Regions from separate parts of the Sus scrofa genome. Here region 1 is linked to region 2. Evidence: chromatin contacts called from public HiChIP or PLAC-seq data. All regions are on one chromosome and are shown on one strand. The core of a region is the stretch at or near the end of the contact, and the rest is flanking DNA. Distances in the headings are between cores, read along the strand shown. Region 1 overlaps KCNC1 (potassium voltage-gated channel subfamily C member 1). Region 2 overlaps SERGEF (secretion-regulating guanine nucleotide exchange factor).

Region 1 (6,139 bases), core at 3,555-6,054, 75 kb before region 2:
ACCTCTGTAAGTCTCAGCTGTGAGGGTGCCTTGCAGATACTGGCCTCATCCCCTCCTGCCCCCTGCCCCCGCCAGGGGTTTCTGAGAACATGAACCTGATGTCTAAGAAGGGGGTTGCCGTCCCCAGGGAGGCTTCAGTGGTTCCCAGGACCAGCGCTACCCGCACAGGTGGTAGAGCAAGGACATGGGACTCCCCTGGGCCTTGTCACCAGGGCAGAGCTGAACATACTTCAGACCACAGCCTCCCACCAGGGCCAGCGACTCAGCTCTCAGGGATGAATGTTTTATGCTCAACCTCAGGGGTTCTCTGAGCAGTGCGAGACACGCAGTCTCCCACTGGGTCGCCTGGAGGCAGCCTGAGCCCTGGGCCGTGGGCTGGGCTCTTGGGAGCCCAGTGACTGTCATCTCCCAAGGGCCAGCCCTGGGCAGTGTGCTTCTCCTCGCGTGGCCACGGGCACTCCTGATGCAGCCCTGACCAGCCCTCGCCCCTGAAGCATGGCCCCTGTCTTTCTGGGCCTTAAGTGCTCTCATCTGTAAAGTATACGTAATGGCACTGCCTGCTTCTCAAGGATACTGGGAGAAACCACTCAGACCAGGGGCAGAAAGGTAGTTTGTGAGGGAGAAAATACAGTTCAGAACAAGGCTGCATGTGGGAAGAGACCAGATCCCCAGGACAGGGACCCGTGAAGCGGGAACAGGGTGGAGAGAGCACAGGCCTTGGGGCTGGCCGGGGCTGGGTTTTGGTGTCCCCTGCCTCAGTGTGGGCTCGGCTGGTGGCATCTGGCAGAGCCACTGCCTCCTGTGTGAAATGGGGTAAGTCTCAGAGAAGCAGAGCCCCCAGCATGGAGCCTGGCACTTGGGAGGTGCTAACCCGCTGGCTGCCTGAGGCCTGTTGAACCTGATCCTGGGTTCCCCAGGGAAGCGGTATAAGGAGGCTCTGGCTGAGCCACAGAGACAGAGAGATGGGCCATGGAAGCCTCGTCGAGTGGCCCCACAGCCTCAGGGCCACAAACCACTGTCACCAATGATATATTTAGTGGCACAAAGGTCAGAAATGCCAGGCTCTGGCTTCCCTTCTAGGCAGCAGGAGTCGTGTCTCCTGAGGCCTGGCTGTCACCAAGAAGATATTTTTTTCCAGACTGGCAGTCCAGGGATCTGAGTAAAAGGCTCGGAGTAAGAAATCACCGTGATTTGTACTGACCTGCTGTCTTTCCACGTCCATGGCTCCTCCCAGGCCCTGTTGTGCTGCCTTTGGAAGCCCTCCCAGCCAGCGTGTCTTTGCAGATGGCCCACCCTTGGCCTCCAGACACACCAGCCATTCCCCCGTGGTGCCCGGGCTCCCCTGCCTCCTGCCTTTGCTTGTTCTGTTCCTTCCACAGAGAATACCCTCTCTTCCACCTCTGCGTATCTGAGAAGGATCCATCCTTCTAGGCCAGTTCTTTTTTTTTTTTTTTCTGCTTCTTAGGCTGCACTTGTGGCATATGGAGGCTCCTAGGCTAGGGTCCAATCAGAGCTGCAGCTGCCGGCCTACACCACAGCCACAACACAGGATCCCAGCCGCATCTGCGACCTACACCAAAGCTCGTGGCAACACCAGATCCTCAATCCACTGAGTGAGGCCAGGGATCAAACCTGAATCCTCATGGATACTAGTTCGGATTGTACTGCTGAGCCACGATGGGAACTCCCAAGGCCAATTCTGATGGCCCTTCCTGTCTGGAGCCTTTCCTGATCCCTCTCGTGAAGAGCCTGCTCTCCCAGAGAACTTTGCCTGCCCTGATCCAACTGCCCAATTAGGGTGATATGTCTCCTCAGCTCAACTGCTGCCTCTTGGAGGACAAGGACCAGCTTAAGAGACCAGAGTGCCTGTTACGTAACATGGAATCAATAAATCTCTGCTAAAGCAATGTGCCTCACCAGAGCCCTGTGACGGAGAAGGATTAGATATTGTCGCTATCTTACTGATAAGGGAAAACATTGGAATTCCCGTCGTGGCTCAGCGGTGATAAACCTGACTAGTATCCATGAGGTTGCAGGTTCGATCCCTGGCCTCACTTAGTGGGTTAAGGATCTGGCATTGCCATGAGCTGTGGTATAGGTCGCAGACGCAGCTCAGATCTGGCATGGCTGTGGCTGTGTTTGGCAGTGGCTCAACTTTGACTCAACTCCTAGCCTGGGAACCTCCATATGCTACAGATGCAGCCCTAAAATGGAAAAAAAAAAAAAAAAAAAAAAAAAGGAAAACAAGGTCAGATCTTCTTGGGGAAATTAAGAAGGCCAACTAGGGCAGTGCCAGTGTCCCTTCCTGTGCTGTTATGTTTTGGTTCCAAAGTCAAGAATGAGATGGTTGGATGGACAGATGGGTGATGGGCAAATGGATGAAAGAATGGACAAAATTTGGGTTCGTGGATGGATACAGATGGGAGGAAGGCTGTATGGAGGGGATACTGGCTGGGTGGGTAGTAGTGGATGGATGAACAAACGGATGGATGTGAGAGCAGGGGGATAAATTTCTGGTCTCTTGGCTTGAAGGCTGGAGAGGAAGTCCTGCCTCTCACTAAATGGAAACCTCCTAGAGGATGGGACTTGGAAGCTGAGGACTTCAGAGTGGAAGGCAGGGCAGAGCCACCCAGCCCATAATGGACAAGCCGGGTTTGCCACATGCAAAGGGTGGATGGTTTGTGGAGTGAGGGAGCTGGGAGCTGGGGGCACGACTGGCCCGGGGGACTGGTCTGCTCTCAAAGGTGAGAGGCTCTGATGGAGCAGACCCAGAACAGCCTTGAGAGAAACTGCAGGCAGAGCCATATGTCAGGGGAGGCCTCAGGGCCCAGGATTTTCCAGACTCCCTGTGGCCACTGGAGGGCAGACAGCGAGTGGGGGATTGGCCTCTGAACCCCAGGCCACACTGAGCATACCCGTGGCTGCAGTTTGTTCTGGGATGGGGAGGCCACTCTTCCTCCTTGGGTCCCCAGCCTTGGCTAGCCCCCCTGATCACTCTGGTAGCACATACTCCAGGGGACAGCACAGCTCTTCTGGCTGGGAGGGGGCCCTCCTGAGGACTCAAATGACCCTGTCTCAGGTATATCAAGATCCACCATCACTCAACAGCTTTTCCCCATCAATCCCCAGGCTCTAGACAAGTGTTCTAAGGCTTTCATTCCAATTGACTAGCAAGGGCCAGTAAAGGGACCGCAGACATGGGGCAGAGGGCCCCAGCTCAACTGCTTGGCAGGGCCTGGAGGCTTAGATGTAGCTAGCCCAGAGCAGGGTCTTCCAGATGGGGCTAGAAGAATCTGCACAAGCCACTGTGCTGCAGTGCTCCAGTCCCCCTCCCGAAGCCCGGGTCTAGCGTTCCCCAGCACCAGGCTGCACCCCCACCACACACACACTGGCCCCGGCTATCTCCCAGGGAAACCAGGTCCCAATGAGAGTGCCTGGTGCGCTGCTAACTGCTCATTACAGTCACGGCTGCAGCTAAGTATAGCTCCAGTACACACAAGACCAAGACAGCAAGGGAGTCTTTCCATAAAACGGCTCCACATGCAAACACACAAACATCTGCACACATAAGCTCCCCACACTCACGGACCCCAGACACTCATGGACCCACACTTGCACTAGCACAAAGTTTCCTTCATTCACTCCGCATTCCCTCAATCAGTGTTTGTTGAGCTGGGAGAGTGCTTAAGAGCATGTGTTCTAGAGGAAAAAGCTGGATTTCTGCTTCTAATGCCCTCACCTCTCAAGTGTATGCTCATGGGCAACTTCCATAATCTGTCCGAGCCTCAGTTCCTTTTTGTAAAATTGGGATGGTAACTGCAGCATGGACCTCAGAGTTGGTGCAGGGGTAGATGCCATGGGGCGTGTGGGAGTGCTTAGGATAAGCCTGGCTCAGGATGCCGCACACAGTAGGTGTCTTTACCTTCACTATTCCCTACTATGTGCCTAGCTCTGTGCTGGGAGGTTTCTTTAAAGCTGTGATTTTTAGAGGTGGCTGTGAAAAGTGATGCCTGGTGTACAATAGGCATGCAGTAAATGTTTGATGATTGAATGAATGAATGAATGAGTGGAAGCTGCATCCGCAGATGGCCCAGTGGCCTTGGAGCTCTCTTCTCACACGAAGAAGCCACCCTCACTTGTCTCTCATCCAGGCTGGGCCTCTGGTAGGATCTAGATGTTGTCATGGGTACCACAGGAATCTTAGAGGAGGAGCTGGAGGGTGTCTGACCACTCTCTTAGTACAGATGGGGAAATGGCAGCACAGTGGGAGCAGGGAACAGGCATTGCCCAGACCAGATGCTTAGCAGCCAGTGGCCAGCGCCCAGAGGTACCACTCGAGCCAGCCTAGCACAATGGCCTAGCACAGCGGGTGGTACCTGGTCCAGCCATAGTCCCTGAGCCTCTGAGCCTGCTCAGGCCACAGGCCCGATGCTGACTGGGGCTGACACAGGCGTCACACAGCCCCAGTCAGACCCCCGGCTGGGCTGGCAGGCAGGCTAGGGCCTCTGGACTGGCACTGGGCAGGGCTCTGTCTCTCTGAGAAGGGGCTGGAACTCTGTCTAGCCTGGATAGGACATGAGCTTCAGGATTTGAAGGCCCTGTCACCAATCCCTACCTTTGAATTGAATAGGCCAGCGGCTAGACTGCCTGGGCCCTCCCATCGCACCTCCTCAAAAAGAAAGTGACATTTCCTGGTGCTTTTTTAAGCCCAGGCTGGTTGGGCCAGGCCCCCGTGTGAGGTGTCGAGGGGGCAGGCGGCGCTGGGAGTCACACAGCCACGTCTCTGCTCACCTTGAGTGATCTCAGGGCTCTGGGAATAGACATGGTCTCATCTCCTCACCATGTGGCCCAGATTCCACACTCCAGGGCCCATGTGTGTGTGGGATTTGACTTCCACGTTCCCACGCCAGTTCTCGCCCCTGGGCGGGACCCGGGTGGTTGAATTCCACACCTTCAGCTGGCCAGCCTGTGAGGAGGGAGGCTGTGTCCGGCTTCTCTGAAAAGGACCATTCTTGCCCACTCCTCAGTCAGTCATGTTCATGGCCACTGGGTCTTAGTGCCCAGTGACAAAAGATGGATGTGATTGTGCCTGCTGCCTCTGTAGACTTGAGCCTGCTGTCAAGAGCATCCCTATCGCCAGTGTAGACCTGGATCTGCTCTCAGTCACTGTGCCCCTTGCCAGTGTAATACACAATCGCTGTGGAGACTAAGCTGACGAGAACATGGGTGAATGATGAGTGACTGCAGCCTTTTGCCAGCATGATTGTAGATCCACTGTAAGTGTGGCCCGTGCTGGTGTAAACACAAGTCTGAAATCGATTGTGCCCATTGTGGGGTAGGGGCGGATGCTGTGTCAGTGAGTCAGTGAGTGTGTGCATGAGGAAAAGTGGGCAGCAGAGGAGGGGTCTCTTCCTAAGGAGGTGGAGGGCAAGAATGGTAAACTTTGCTGTGTCTCTTGTGTAGACAGAAGGGTTGAGACAAGCGACGAAGGATGGGACGCTGTGCTCTTGCTTAGCTGGGCCCCTGGTTCCCCAGGAAGCGCCCCCCTTCCTCTCCCAGTGTGGGGTGTGTGGCCGAGCCTGATGGCAGGGGCAGCTCTGATCCTCAGGTGAGCCACCTCCTGGACCATCCATGCTAAGGGGGGAAAGAGACAAACAGACCATATAGAAATAAGCCAGCTCTATGGTGTGATGTGCTGACATTCGTCCAGCTGGATACTTAGAATGGGTGAAGGTTTTTGTATGTACATTGCACCTCAGTAAAGCTGGGAAAAGGTCATGTTCAAAGGTGGCCCATCCGACACGGGGAACGTAGGGGCAGAGCAGCTGGATGAGTGCAGGCGCTGGCTGAGATTTCAGGACGGTGGGAGTGGGCCTCCTGAAGTGGTGAGAGCCTGAGCCTTGAGGATCCTGGGAAGAGTGTTCTGGGCAGGGGGAGTAGCCGGTGTGAGGGCCCTTACATGTGTGCAACACATGTAAGAAACGTTTGAGGAGGCGGGGTGGCTGGAACAAGTGAAGGTGAACAGGGGTGGGAGAGGCGTTTGGATGGCGATGGAGGCCCTGATGGCCTGGGGACCTGCAGGGCGTTGCAAAGACCTTGGCTTTTCCTCCGAGAGACATGGGGAGCCAGCGTGGGGTTT
Region 2 (5,619 bases), core at 2,235-4,734:
AGAGAAAGGCAAAGGGACACACAGAGAGAAGAAGAGGAGGTAACGTGACCATGGAGGCAGACTGGAGTGAGGTCAAAGACTGCCAATGGCCACCGGAGGCTGGGAGAAGCAAAGAAGCGGTTCTCTCCTAGGTCCTTTGCAGATGTACCTTTAAGGTCCTTAAGATGAGACCCTCCTGCCCTAAATCCAAAGACAGGTGTCCTTATAAGGTACAGACAAGGAGACACAGACCCACAGAGAATGAAGGCTGTGTGAAAACAGAGGCAGAGATGGGAGTTTGCATCCACAAGCCAAGGGTCGCCTGGAGCCACCCGAAGACAGAAGAAGCAAGAGGAAACTTCCTCCTCAAGTTTCCAGAAGGAGCAGAACCCTAATGACACCTAATTTTCAGACTTCTGGCCTCCAGATCTGGGAGAAAACACATTTCCATTGTTGTAAAAGCCACTCAGACTGTGGTACTTTATTCCCACGGCACTCAGGGAAAAAATACCCATTGCTAGCTCCCTAACATCATATGTCAGCCCTCATTCCTGCTCTACGTCGGAGCCAGACAAACCACGTACATGAGGAAGCAAGCTTCAGGACAGTGAAACTTTCTCTGATGGGGTCACTGTTATAACCCTAATAATTAGCCCACGGTGTCAGGTCCATGGCAGAAGCTTAATGCATTTTTTTGGAATAAAGGAATGAGCTGTAGATCTCAGAAGGCAGGAGCTGCCTGTGATTTACTTTTATAACCTCAGCACCCAGAGGTCAGTGCACCTGCTCCATACCTGTGGAACTTCCTGCCCTCATATATATTCCAGCCCTGAAGAGGGGCAAATCTTATCAGCCTGGAGCCCAGAAATAAGCTTCCAAGCTCCAAAGAGTCCATGAGCCCTTTTTAGACCTTGTTTCCCAACTGCCTCCAAACACAAGGCTTGGAGAGAACTCATGACTGCAGAATCCTGGGGATGATACTGTTTAATTAACCCGAGATTCAAGTCACCAGCGTCTGGCCCAGGCTGGGCCTCTGGGACCTGAGCCGGCAACATTTCATCATTAGGAGGAAAGGAGATGACAAACTCTTTCCTGAAAGAACCCAGCAGGCAGTCAGAATTACTGGATGTGGTAAATAAAACCATCATTTCCAAATACATATCCTCGGCAGCACTAAATGCATTCTCCGTATCACAGGCAATACTAAATTTAGAACTGGCAGTTTGAGTCATATGCCGATTCCTGAAGAGAAAAACTAAATTCAAGGGGGGTAAAATGAAGTGAGATATGAAAATAAAAATGCAATCTTAGTCCCCGAGAGCAACCTGTCAAAGAGAGGTGAGGGCGCAGCTTCCTGAACAGAGTTCTGGCTCTAAAGGGACTCCAGGGGCTGGGCCCTGCTGGGAGCCACAGCAGCAGCAGCCTGGGGGGACACCTCTGTGTGGAACTGCAGAGGCAGGAGGGGGCACGGCAGGACAGGCCACAATGTGGGGACACTGCTTCCAAAGTGCTGTCCCACCTTGTCTCACTGAAGCCTTTTCTCGATCCTGCAGTGAAGGTGCTGTCACCCATTGCATAGTCGAGGAACTGAGCCCAGCAGGCTGAAGAGACTTGCTCAAGTCACACGGGGAGTGAGCAGGAGAGCAGGGATTGATTTTAATAAACTTTTAATTGTAGAAGAGTGTCAGACTTACAGAAAAGCTGAAAAGACAGGGCAGTTCCCAAATATCCCTCCCCAAGTTGCCCATATTATTCTTTGTTGTTGTTGTTGTTTTGGCCACACTGAGGCATGTGGAAGTTCCCGGGCTGGGGATCGAACCCACGCCACTGCAGTAACCAGAGCTACTGCAGTGACAACACTGGATCCTTAACCCACTGAGCCACAAGGGAACGCCATGCTATTATTAAGATCTTACATTATGGGAGTATGCGTGTCATAACTAAGAGACGAACATGAGGACATTACTAGTAACTAAATGCTACACCCTGTTTGGATTTCGTGAGTTCTTCCCTAATGTCCTTTTTCTGCTCCAGGATATGGACACCCCGCTACATTCAGTTGTCAGGTCTCCTTCGGCTCCTCTGGTCTGTTATAGTTCCTCTCACTTTCCTTGTTTTGCTGATCTTGACAGTTTTGAAAAGAACATCAGGTATTTTGTAAGATGCCCTTCAGTTTGGGCTTTTCTGAGGTTTTACTCATGGTTAGGCTGGAATTATGGGTTTGGGAGAGGAAGAGGCTCTTTCCCACCATGCCATATCAAAGGCACACGGTGTCAACAGGCTTTCTCACTGATGATGCCAATTGCCACTACCTGACCACGGGAATGCTGGCCAGGTTTCTTTGCTGTAAAGTCTTTCTCCCTTCCATCACTCCCTGTTCCATGGTCCACTCTTTGGAAGCATGTCAGCAAGCAGAGCCCAAGCTCAGGGAATGAGAAGCTAAGTTCCAGCTCCCAAAGTGGGGAGCCTTTTCATAAATTATTGGGAATTCTTCTACACAGGAGAGCAGGGATTTCAATCCTGGTGGCAGCTCCCAGGCTCTGAGAAGTGGGACTGTTCTTGTGAGTGAGAAGCTCACTTTCAGCTTGCTCATTTCCCAAAGGGCCCACACTTCTTAGGCATAGATTACTAGTTATCTACTCAGTGCCTTGACCTCTAGGCATCTACCATCTTCACTGATTTACTTTATCCTAAACTCATCTCTTGTCAAGGGAATTCCTATAATATTGTGAATAAAATAGAAATGGAAATTCAAAACCATGAAAAGGAGGATCAAACATGTCAGCCCTGGGGGTTTATGTACATGCTGTGTGTGACTAAGCATTCAAGCTGGCTTTGAGCTTCCTTGGTAGCCACGACAAAGTACAAAACAAAGTGTCTTGGTCCTGTTTTCTGAAGGGAGAACAAATCCTAGTCACTCATAGAAGTCAGATGTAAGTGTTTTCTTTTCTGAACAAATTCCAGCCAGGTAGAGTTCCCTGGTGGCCTAGCAGTTCAGGATCCGGCATCATTACTGCTGTGGCTCAGGTTCGATCCCTGGCCCAGGAACGTCCACGTGCTGTGGGTGTGGCCAAAAATAAAAAAATTCCAGCCAGGTGACTTGAACGTCCTAGAGCGCACTATTTCCTGATCAAAACTGCAATGATTGCTCTAAATTCCATTCACAGTGCATTAGCACTTAGATGTTCATCCAATAAAGCCAGAGAGTTCCATGGTTTACATGTATGGTTTCCGTTTCCTATTCTAGAGCAGAGAGCTACTGAAGACCAGGAGTGATCACTTTCAGATGGTGCAGAGAATGGGGACTAGTAAATTCAGAAAGCTCTGCAGCTTCAACATCAGGTGCATGACTTTGAGAAGAAATAGCAAGAAGACAGGACCTTAGAAAAATGCCAGGGTAGATGGAAAGATGAAATACCGAGAATGAAGTCAATATGACTCACCCATAGAGTTCTTTTCTTAGATCACAACAGGTGGCATCTTAGGAGAGAAAGAGCATGGGTCTGAGTCCCAGTTCTGCTACTCTGCTGCTTACTAGCTTTGTAGTTTCAGGGGTGTTGACAGCCCAGAGCCTTGGTTTCCTCATATAAAATGAAGCTGATGTCTACTTATTATGGGGATTAAGTACCAAAGCATTATACATAAGATCTCTGCCATAGTACACTAATAGTAACAGCAGCCCCCACGGAAAGGCCTTATCTGTTCCAGGCGCTGTATCACACACTTGACATGAATTATCTCATTTCATCGTCACCATGAGGTAACTACTATTGAAGGATTCAAAAACTGTTGGTTTCTCCACAAAGCTACGCCAAGCCACATCCTTGGATATTTTTGGAAAGAGTGTACCAGTCCTTGGAAGGCTCTTTGCAGATCCATTCCATGCACAGCAGCTGTATTGACATCCATTTTGTAACCATCTGCAATCCCCCAAGTTTGCTGCAACCGACACAGATCTTTAACTCTCGGGCTCCCCAGTGGGAATGTGTAAAACTCAAGGAAAATTCTACCAAGAGGCTCTTTCCAAGCCTCATTTATGGCAGGAAGAAAGCCACTGAAGAACTGGGAGCATGCCATTAAAAGTGACCAGGCTGGAGGGATGAGGGAGTGGGGAGTTATGGCTTAATGGGTCCAGAGTTTCAGTTTGGGAAGATAAGAAAGTTCTGAAGATGGATGTTGGAGATGGTTGGATAACAATGTGAATGTACCTAATGCCACTAAATTGTACACTTAAAATTGTAAATTTTGTTATGTATATTTTAGCATATTAAAAATAGTAATAATGATAATAACAACAATAATAAAGTAACCAGGGTGGTAAAGGGTCTAAAAACCATATGGATGCAAAACACATGAAAGAACTCAGATATTCTGCAGGTAAAAGTTTGAAAGCCTCTGGTTTTCAGGATAATGATAATATTACCCACTACTTAGCAAGCACATCATATACATAGGCACTGTAGCTACATCATCTTTATTCTATAGCATGGCTCTAAAAGGCATTTCTTGCTTAGAGGGATCAGGTACCAGGCCAGGATGACATAGCTAGAAAGTGATGGGGATGAGATTTGAAACCCAACCAGTTCACTATATCACATATTTCTTTCTTTTCTTTTTAAGGCTACACCTGAGGCATATGAAAGTTCCCAGGCTAGGAGTCGAACTGGAGCTGCAGCTGCCAGCCTATATCACAGCCACAGCAACACCAGATCTGAGCCGCATCTTTGACCTACACTGTGGCTCGTAGCAATGCCGGATCCTAAACCCACTGAGAGCAGCCAGGGATCAAAACCTGCATCCTCGTGGCTACTACTAGCCGGGTTCTTAACCCACTAAGCCACAATGGGAACTCCTTACCTTGTCTTTCTATATTGTGCCTCATTCAAATATTGAGTAGTTACCTGGAATTTTTTTTTTTTAATTTGTTAGGGCCGTACCCGGGGCATATGGAGGTTCCTAGACTAGGGGTCTAATCAGAGCTAGGGCTGCTGACCTATGCCACAGCCACAGCAATGCCAGATCTGAGCCTCGTCTTCGACCTACACCACAGCTCACGGGAACACCGGATCATTAACCCGCTGAGCGAGGCCAGAGATCAAACCCACAACATCATGGTTCCTAGTAGGATTTGTTTCCTCTGCACCATGATGGGAACTCCAGATACTTGGATTTTTAAATGCTGAGATTTCTTTTAATCTTAAGATTTTATTATTCTGAATTGCAGTGGTAGGAAGGTCAGATGTCCATTTTCTTGAGGGCTCCCTGCACTGCCAGGGCGTGTAGGTAAACCGAGTCTATTGATAGGTGCCCCGCACTGCAGGGATAACCATTCTGATGGTAGGAAACTGGAAGACTTTTGAGATTACAACCTGAATTAATATCAGGTGATGCTGCCATGGGCTGCATCAGTCCCAAAGACCACAGAGAACTCCTACAGCTGGGGAGGAGGCCATCAGGCAAAAGAGAACACACAGCAAGCTCCAAATACAGCAAGAGCTACTGAAAGCATTTCTCCCCCACAGTGTAGTCACCATACCCCAGAAGAGATATTTTAAAGAGTAAGAAAGAAGAGGATGAAGCAGAGGAAGGATTAGAGACAGGTGAGAGGGTTCTGAAGGCTACAGCCTCTGTTCAAATCCC

The links. HiChIP or PLAC-seq counts read pairs in DNA pulled down with a chosen protein or histone mark.
Region 1: an H3K27ac HiChIP or PLAC-seq map of skeletal muscle shows a contact between it and region 2. The contact joins two enhancer-like sites. A contact is called at or near these places in 3 of 47 Hi-C or Micro-C datasets (embryonic fibroblasts, psoas muscle and skeletal muscle) and 1 of 2 datasets of contacts at active chromatin or transcription factors (skeletal muscle).

Annotation. Positions count from the first base shown.
Region 1 is chr2:41,387,411-41,393,549 of Sscrofa11.1, reverse strand. All of the region lies in intron 1 of KCNC1 (potassium voltage-gated channel subfamily C member 1), which reads left to right. Among named protein-coding and RNA genes, the nearest start is that of KCNC1, 17 kb to the left of the region's middle. Within about 2 kb of position 4,804, at least 1 of the 83 cell types and tissues checked has an H3K27ac peak or open chromatin away from gene starts, as enhancers often do. A contact at or near this core is called in skeletal muscle, where this site is marked.
Region 2 is chr2:41,312,081-41,317,699 of Sscrofa11.1, reverse strand. All of the region lies in intron 10 of SERGEF (secretion-regulating guanine nucleotide exchange factor), which reads right to left. Among named protein-coding and RNA genes, the nearest start is that of KCNC1, 93 kb to the left of the region's middle. Within about 2 kb of position 3,484, at least 1 of the 83 cell types and tissues checked has an H3K27ac peak or open chromatin away from gene starts, as enhancers often do. A contact at or near this core is called in skeletal muscle, where this site is marked.